Linked DNA regions of Xenopus laevis: region 2 is linked to region 1. A link is a contact called in public Hi-C data. All regions are on one chromosome and are shown on one strand. Each heading gives the region's core, a stretch centred on a gene start, on an enhancer-like site or on the middle of the called end of the contact. The rest is flanking DNA. Distances are from core to core; before and after follow the strand shown. Region 1 overlaps cemip.L (cell migration-inducing and hyaluronan-binding protein). Region 2 holds the start of cemip.L (cell migration-inducing and hyaluronan-binding protein).

Evidence for each region. A called contact is a pair of places that touch in the nucleus more often than the background predicts.
Region 2: a contact with region 1 is called in a Hi-C map of the XTC cell line, with 3 times the contacts expected there. The contact joins the promoter of cemip.L here to the enhancer-like site in region 1. A contact is called at or near these places in 2 of 4 Hi-C or Micro-C datasets (the XL177 cell line and the XTC cell line).

The regions. Positions count from the first base shown.
Region 1 is chr3L:114,519,563-114,524,028 of Xenopus_laevis_v10.1, reverse strand. cemip.L (cell migration-inducing and hyaluronan-binding protein) reads left to right here. Exons shown (of 29, transcript XM_018253201.2): 29 at 1-984. Among protein-coding and RNA genes, the nearest start is that of mesd.L, 12 kb to the right of the region's middle. Within about 2 kb of position 2,513, at least 1 of the 7 cell types and tissues checked has an H3K27ac peak or open chromatin away from gene starts, as enhancers often do.
Region 2 is chr3L:114,603,695-114,608,160 of Xenopus_laevis_v10.1, reverse strand. It overlaps cemip.L (cell migration-inducing and hyaluronan-binding protein), which reads left to right and starts at 2,577. Exons shown (of 29, transcript XM_018253201.2): 1 at 2,577-2,920. LOC108711451 (cell surface hyaluronidase) reads left to right here. Exons shown (of 25, transcript XM_018253197.2): 4 at 3,725-3,865.

The DNA.
Region 1 (4,466 bases), core at 1,264-3,763:
TGTGCTCAGTCATGTTTGCTTGATGGGGTAGTCTAGTGTGCATTTCAATACGCTATCAACCATGACTTTACGCATTACTAGTACTCTCAACACTGGTTACTGAAACAGCAGTGCCGAGTTCAAGTTCCCTACACTGGTCCATAGACTTGTCCCAGTGCCTGGTTATGTGGTTACCTTATTATATAGTATAAAGGCCTCAAGTGCTAATAGGGGAGACATACTGTATCTGACTGTAGCTCAGCTGACCAACACATGATAAATTGGTCCCCTTAGAACAACATATGTCACCTATTAAACCACCACCTTGTGACTTATAGACACTCCAAGTTATTAGTTGAGGGTGTATGAAAATATGAGTGCTACCACATAACATCAGAGTAGGAGTTAGGGAGGTAAGGCATGCTGTGTTCCAGTGGTTTTGCTTTGCACTATCTGGTGGTTTCTGCTGCATTAGAAAATCACCTTTCCAGCACTCTAGAGTAGCTATAGGTTGACGTGGACACATATCTTGCCCAAACCAGCTTCGCCAATGGGATAAACAGATTATCTGCTACGCACTTAGATTCAATGACTAGGATGCGATATTTCTGGTACAGAAATTGTGTATTCTCGTTCGTTTGTTTTCCAGGCACCGAAATAGCTGGTCCTTTTTCGGAAATAGATGTAAAAGTTTCTGTAAAGTGTTTTGTATGTAAGCAATATTTCTTATAGACTTCTTCTTCACGTGAAAAGAAATATATATATTTTGTATTTATTTATTCATCAGAAGGCCTGGGAATGGACTAGATGTGTCATTGTCCCATAGATGTAAAAGGTTTTGAATAAATGGCTATTTTTAGAGATCTTCTTTGTAAATCAGTATTTCTGTTATCAACAAGATTGGAAAACCATGTTTTGTTTTTAAAAAAAATGCCTGTTTTGCTGATTTTGACTTATCTAGAGGATGTCGTCTGTTTGGAATTCCCAAATAAAGGTTCAAAACAAGTCTGGTATTTGTCATTTATCTACATTATATCATCACATAAGAGGGGTCATAAATACAAATCATACTGAATATGTGTTTATTTAGTCACTTACAATAGTGCAAAATCATGTCAGAAGGATTGCTGATATCATGTAAAGGAGAACGAAACCCTAAAAATTAATATGGTTAAAATTTCCATATTTTATAAACTGAGCTTATTGCACCAGCCTAAAGTTTCAGCTTGTCAATAGCAGCAATGATCCAGGACTTCAAACTTGTCACAGGGGGTCACCATCTTGGAAAGTGTCTGTGACACTCACATGCTCAGTGGGCTCAGAGCAGCTGTTGAGAAGCTAAGCTTAGGGGTTGTCACAAATTATCAAGCCGAAAATGAGGTTGGCCTGTCATATAAGCTGATGGTACAGGGCTGATTATTAAATTCTGATGCTAGTTGCACTGGTTTCTGAGCTGCCATGTAGAAATTATCTGTATTAATTACTAATCAGCCTTATAGTGTGACATTTATATTCTATGTGTACTGTATATTGTTAGTGGGTCCCTAAGCTCAGTAAGTGACAGCAGCACAGAGCATGTGCAGTGAAACAGCAGAAAAGAAGATGGGGAGCTACTGGGGCATCTTTGGAGACACAGATCTAGTTGCCTTGGGCTGGTACAGAAGCACAAAACAATGTACAACATCTCTACCTACTTCTTTAGTTCTCCTTTAAAAAGCCAATTACACCCAAAAAATAAAGTGCCCTAAAAGCAATTTCATATTAATGTTCACTTTGCCACCATTTCTAGAATATATATGTTTTTACTAACAAGTTACATCTAGATTTGAAACATCAGACAGATTAAAGATCATTATTCTGCACTGAATCTTTAAAGAAAATATTTTTTTTCCATGTATGGGGTACAAATAAATATTATTTCAGGTCAAAATCATTTTATTAAATTTTTTTGATGCTGGTTATTCAAATTGATAGTGGCATAGTGTATATATATTCCCACAACCTACTTCCCTTAATAAAATGTAGTGATGCAGAAATAACATTTTCTACTTCAACTCGTCTGCTGAAGACTTGCTGTGCCTGGCAACCATCTGGATCTATTGGGAGTATGTCCTCTCTTTATTATTGGTCTCCTCCTTACTCACTGCCTATCAAATCATGTGACAAAAGACTAGCGTTGCTTTCTGTAATTTGGCTGCAGGGTTGCTTCACAAGGAAACTACGGAAAACCGAAGCGATGGATTCATAGAACTACTAGGCTATGATCATGATCTTCCCTCTACCATATTTATATAGAGAATAATGTACCCCCTGTTGTAAGATATTGTTAGTCAGCAAGGAGATCCATGCCCCTATGAAGGCACAAGGCTTTAGGCTTCAAGTCCTTTTATACAGGTCATTAGAGTCCGACTGGGGCACACCGAGCATGACTTCAATCGCCTGGCTCCCCACCTCTGTTTGTCCCCATACATTTTACCTCCCTTTCCACCTATGATCAGGGAGATCGGATGGTCTGGGTGCTGGGCCTGAATCCGGGCAGTGGAGCTGGGTCAATGAGACCCATGAAGACTGGGGCCCGCTGGGTTTTTTCCCAGTGTCCCGCTGGACCAGTCCGACACTACAGGCCATTGTACTCCAAAGTAAGCCCAATATCCTTATAATTTACAACAGGGGACTAACTAACTAAGCACCAATTATAACGCATGACATCACCAAGCACCGTTGATAAGGAATTTACATGGCTCTTTTCAAATTCTTTTCATCAATTTTACCTTAAGCAAGCAGAATGTATAACAAGATACTTAAGCATATTTTCAAGGAAAAAAATAAACATTTTATATTCAAACTTTGCTATGAAAAACCTTTGACCTGTTTCTTTTCAAATATCTCTTTTCTCATCTCACAATAACTTTCTTACCAGGATTCAAATATGATAAATATAAAAAAAGTATTGTGAACAGGTATCAACATATCAACATAGTAGTTACATCTTCTTCAGACCACTCCTACCATGAACCTATGAATAAACTGTTTTTTGTTATCTTCTGGAATTCTAAATAATTTGACCATCTGTGTCTGAATTGTTTTCTTAAAGACTGAATACCTACCCTGTATCTTATAGCCTCATGTAGGCAGAGGTTATATAGTGAATAAACGACCCACTTTTGTAAAATATAAAGATATTATAAGTTCCATGACCGTATAAAAACACAGGTCATGGAACTCCAAGGTGACTTCTAATATCCTCATATTTTGCAGCAGGGGGTATTTTATTTATTATAATACACAAGTTTCATTGAGTCATGTGACAGGAATGACATCACTAAACTCAGATTATAACCCATGACATCACTAAGCATGACATTTGATATGATAAGCAAGGATATCTTGTGTAGATATAAGAGTAGGTCCTCCAACTTAAGGTCCCCATAGACGCAAAGATATTTCTTGCCAAACGACCGATTTTAGCGAAATCCGACCAATCCGTCAAATTATTGTGAAGTTAGTGGGAATCGAACGATCGTACTTCTTACGATTTTTCGTCCGACAACTGTCAGGAAATTGATCGGCCGGGTTAAAAATCTTTATTGGTCCCAGTGCAATGTATCTATGTTTGCAGGGCCAAGCAGGCAGCTACCCTTCAGTTTTACTGGCAATATCACCTGAAATGGTCTTTTTAGTTGATGGACACATCGTACCTTTAAACGATCATTTCGACATAATCGTGGTCTCACGATAACGAAAAGATCTTTTAAAATTCTTTACATCTATGGGCAGCTTTAGCGGCTTTTCCCCTTATCCAATATAAGTAAATTGATTTTCGAGTAGCTGGCATCTAAAGAAAGCTAAAATCTAGTAATTCACTCTGAAATGCATAAGGTAGGTTATTGTTTTCCAGAAGAAGAAATTCTTTGAGATCCAATAATGCAAACTGTGGGAGTAGTTCTATCTTTTTTCTTTTATAAACAACACAACCTGTTTCCATAATATTTTGATAGCTGGACATGACGATATACAGTATAATGGAAAATTTCCTCTTTATGATCCTTACATTTAGGACAAATCTATATCATTTGAGATCCAGGGATCCAGTGAAGTCATATGAATATTGACATGGCTCATGTTTGTTGTATAATACGAAGGCACAGCAGTAGACACCTGTGAATTATACACTCACATGCCATTGCCCTAATACTTATAATTATATAAAGCTCAAGAAGCACATTTTTGGGCTGATAATACTAGTACAGCTGCTATCACACATCAAGTAGGGAGATGGTTACTCCCCCACAGAGCTAACAATTATCACTTTCCAATTAGAACATTATTGTGGAGCCAATGCCTAAGAGAGATGGGACAGTTTCTGTAGCAGTCAGGAACATAAAAAATTCAGTTGTTATAAGGACTCTACACCCCCTTTTTTAACATTGGTTCAATGACCAGGGCTTCATTGACTGTGGGCAGTAGTCAAGGCATGGCCCCCACTG
Region 2 (4,466 bases), core at 1,328-3,827, 84 kb before region 1:
AAATCAATTACTAAAAAAAATCTGGACTATATGACCATTTTAAAAGGGGTGCCTTGTTCTTTTACAAAAATATATCAAAACATCTTTTTATTGAGAGATGGTCTTGTTGGGTTCGGATTAGGGCGGAAAATAAACACAGGAGTTACAAACAAAAAACCCTCCAGGAACAGTGTTGAAATTTTGGGGAATCCAAAGAATGCACAACTCATTTAGGTGATGTGTCTTTAAATAGTATAAATCTGGCTTCATTTAGTTTACTGTGTTGTAATAACAAAGACCTCCTCCTTCTTTGTTAACCGCAAACAACAAACTGGGTAAGGATCTAATGGAAAAAATGTGTGTCTGTCATGTTTTGTAATGTTTTCCCAATCCTGCAGTTGTATCAATTAAACTTGGCACGTGGGCATTTTGTGCGCGGCTGATGACAAAACATGAAGTGCGCAAACTGGAAGCAACAGATATGGGCATAATGGTGCAACAAACATGACTGTTACTTGCAAGTCAGTTGTGCCTTTAACTGTTTAAGACCTCTACAGTCCCAGCACTTAGACCACACTAAGTCCTGTTGCACTTGGGGTGAATATTCCATTGGCGCTATTTTAAGCTGCCAACGCACCCAAATGCACCAATGTGGCCTATCATTTATTTAAATGAAAAACTGCCTGTCTCTGCTATTGGGATTTGGCCAAAAACCCTACATTTGACCTGAAAAGCACCACAGGAGAAACTATGCCTTGTGTGCCATAGGCCTTAGAAAATTGTCACAACTAATTGTACTAAACAAACACCTGCTTCTTGAAATGGGTTGCTTTGCATTGACTTTAAATGTTGGGGAAAATGCCAGCCAGTGCTCTCATGATGCGTACTGCCAATAACACAGTGCAGATTGAAAAATGAAAATTAAGAAGTTTGGGGGCAAAATCCTTCCTTGTGCTTTGTAAGTAAAACAAGCAGTACTGGGCAGAAACTAGCATTCCCCCATTGGTGGAGGATCCCTAATGTGTGTCATTAGCCTTGTACTATCAGAGCATACTTATTAAGTGTAGTGCCGTGGGTCACCTAGCACAGGTAACTATCACCCAAAATGGCGTACTGTAGTATTTTCCATAATAATTACTCATACCATAGGCTCACGACTATTTCCAGTTAGGGCAAAGGGAAACCAGCAGGCTAGCAAATAGGGAAAATGCAGTGTTGAACTGGCCCACCTGGTGGGCCCAAGTATCAGTCGGCCCTCATGCTACTATTGACATTTGGCCTATTTCATGGCCATTCCCTTTTTCTATGAGAACAAAGAGGCTAACTAGGTGGAATAATAGATGATAGTATGTAAAGAAAAGAGACTAGGAGAATAGAGGTTGAGTGAGGAGAGGAAGAAAAATACTGAGAGTGAGCGCCTGGTCTAGGCTTTTTGGTGGGCCCCTGGTCTGAGGTTTTTGGGTGGGCTCTTGGTGTCTCAGTCCGACACTGGGAATATGTGACATTGCCCTAAACAGCAACACAGAAAGCCTGGGATGCTTTTCTCTAGATTCTAACAGGCCCTTTATTGTTACCTGCAGATTTTACAAATGCTGTACTTGAAGTTTGTCCCTTATGAATCAATGTGTATTAAGAGCCTGCTACATGTTGATCCGAAACAGTAACATAGTTTAGCTTTTGTTTAGACGCAGCTCATCTCTGTAGTCGTAAAAACTAGAATATACTGTTGATAGATGATAGATATGGGTTTTTGACATGGCAAGAGTACATAAATGCTGTGAGCAGGGTTTGTGTGACTTATTGGCAGGGTTTTTTGAATACTACAACATGACTGGTGTGTGTCTCCACCCCCTGCCCACGTGACCAATGTGTTAATAACTGGGGTCCCCTGGGTGAGTGCTCTGCTAAGTTAGTATTATGGAGCCCTAGATGTTGGCCCTGTTAGTGTGTACAGTTATGAGAATTAACTAATGTTGTATGGAGCAGCCCAATATGGTCTCTTGTGTTTGATATTCGTGGCTTTTGATCATGACTGGGTGTTCTTTATTGGGAATAACACTGAGCTATGAAAGCTGTACGTGAAGCTGTGTATGCGAATGGCCAATGCGGCCACCTGTACCACGCGCAGACTTGCCTCAGAGGTCCCTTCAGGGATCACGTGCCAACAGAGAGAGCGCGCGATTAGGAAAAGCTAGGTTGCAAGTCATCCCCCAAATCGGGCTTTTTGTACTTCAACCAGCGAATAGAATTTGAAGATGCCATTAGGCAAGTGCGCCCTACGATCTGTGTTATTACAGGCCAGTCCATCTCTATCGCTGTCAGATTACAGGACGTCTGAGGTGTAACAGTGCAAACCTGTGTCCGTATAGTTCAACTACCTGTAGCTTCTCAGCTATTTTTCCCAGTAGAGAAGTTCCTATAAGTCCGTGCAAGGGACACCCCCTGCCGGCTTCTCGCTCTACACCTCTGGCTGTTCTTGGGATTCCTTTAATAATGGTATGCGCAGCATGTGGTGCGTCACGGGAGGCGGGGCTAAGACTTGTCTGCCTGAGGTTACCGGCGGGAGAGGGAAGCGAGTGCGGAGAGATAGGGAGGGGGCATAGGAGAGACACAGAAAGAATAAAACACGGGCGGGTGGGGGGAGTTGGAATATGACAGGGAGGGGGAGATTAAAAAGCAGCAGCATGAGGAGGAGTAGGGAGGCAGGGTGAAATATGAAAGGAGGGTGCGGGAGAGATAAAGGGAGGAGAGCGGTCGGGCAGTGTATATATAAGAGAGTTGCGAGCTCCAGAGCAGACAGGGGACCAGGGATAAGACGAGCAGCCGGTGCAGCCAGGGATATCGGTAGCTGCTTATTGCGATTTGTGTCTCATCTGACTCCGCTTGTGACAGCTCCACTCACTTTCCTCCTTGCTCTCTGGGAGCTGCCGACCCCACACAGGTGAGACTGGCACACAGAGGGAATTAGGGTCAGAGCCGGGCTGCTGGCAGGTACCCGAGTGTCTAATTATTATTATGATGATGTTATGGTATCGCAACAAATAGCAGCTTCTTTGCCTGTCACTGTGGCTGCTACAGGTGGGACCCCGGTGTAACGACTCATTCACTGTACTAGAGTGTGAGCCCCTTTGGGCAGGATCCTTCAATAGCTCCTGTTTGTATGTGTCAGTTTGTTCATTCCATGTATGTACAGCGCTACTGAATATGCAGGTGCATTACCTTCAAGTCAGAAATCCAAGTGCCGGTTATATGTGGCAGATGCAAATTCAGCCGGGTGCAGGCTTTTCAGACAAATCATTGGCTCCTGGTGTTGGTTTTGGCTGTTTCACCCCAGCCTGGCGTTATGATTTTTTTTGTTCTATTTACTTGCAAATAACACTCCTATGTTCAGTCTATTCCACCTGGTACTCGATCCCTGGAATAATTGTCTCTTGCCCAAAAGGAATAGCTGCAAACACAAGCTGCCGAAACTGAAGGCAACAGGTGGGTTGTTGTTATTATTATCTGTACAAACCCTGCTATCCTTGGCTGATCTCTCTGTGCAAACTCCCAAGCCTGCATCTGTCTGCTGCTCTATTCTGTCTGCTTTCCCTTGGCACAGCTGTCTGGGTGTTAATGGCAATATTGTCTGGGTATTCTAGGTGGATCTCGCTTGTTTGTTCAGCCTTGCGTGTGCAATAGGTGGGCTTCATACACGTGTCTGTGACTCATCATGCAGAATATGTCAAATTAATGTGTTTTACAGACAATTGCCCAGATAAGAAACCACATCTGATCCCTTGGCACCCAGGACATGATGGAAGGAGATCAGCTGTTATCGGTCTTGGTGTTGCCCTGCGATTGGAGTCATCAGCCACTTTCCACTCACTGCTCATTCAGAATGGAGGTAAATATTTTTCTCTTGGGTGGGTGGCATTTTCAAAGCTTAAACCACTGTACCACCGTACCCCCCGACAACCTACATGTTGATATATGATGTGTGTGTATATATATATATATATATATATATATATATATATGGTCAGTTATGGTCACACTGTAGGTGTGACTTTTTCCATGAAAATGATCCGCTCATTATTGCTAGTTTACTATGACCGTGTCCTGATATGTCTATAGTATTACTGTTTTCAGATCCTTTAGGCAAATCAGGGACACTGGCTGGGCTTCACTGAATGCATTTAAATGAAATGTAATCAGTGCACCCATTCTGGATTTTCTAGAAGTGCCACCAGTTTTTCATATGATCTAAAAACCTTCTATAGTATAGTCCTCACAAGCTGCTCCAGGATATCCCCCAAAATGTTGTGGTTTTCATACAGAGGTCCAGCTATCAGAAGAACAAGCCAAGGATTCCAGAGCACTGTTCTTATTTTTACAGTCTGTAAAGCTTTTTTTTCCCACTTGTATATGCATTATCTGATGTGAAACAATGTACCTGAGACTGTATTTGTTAACAATCAAATTTAAAAAAAACAAACAAACAGGAA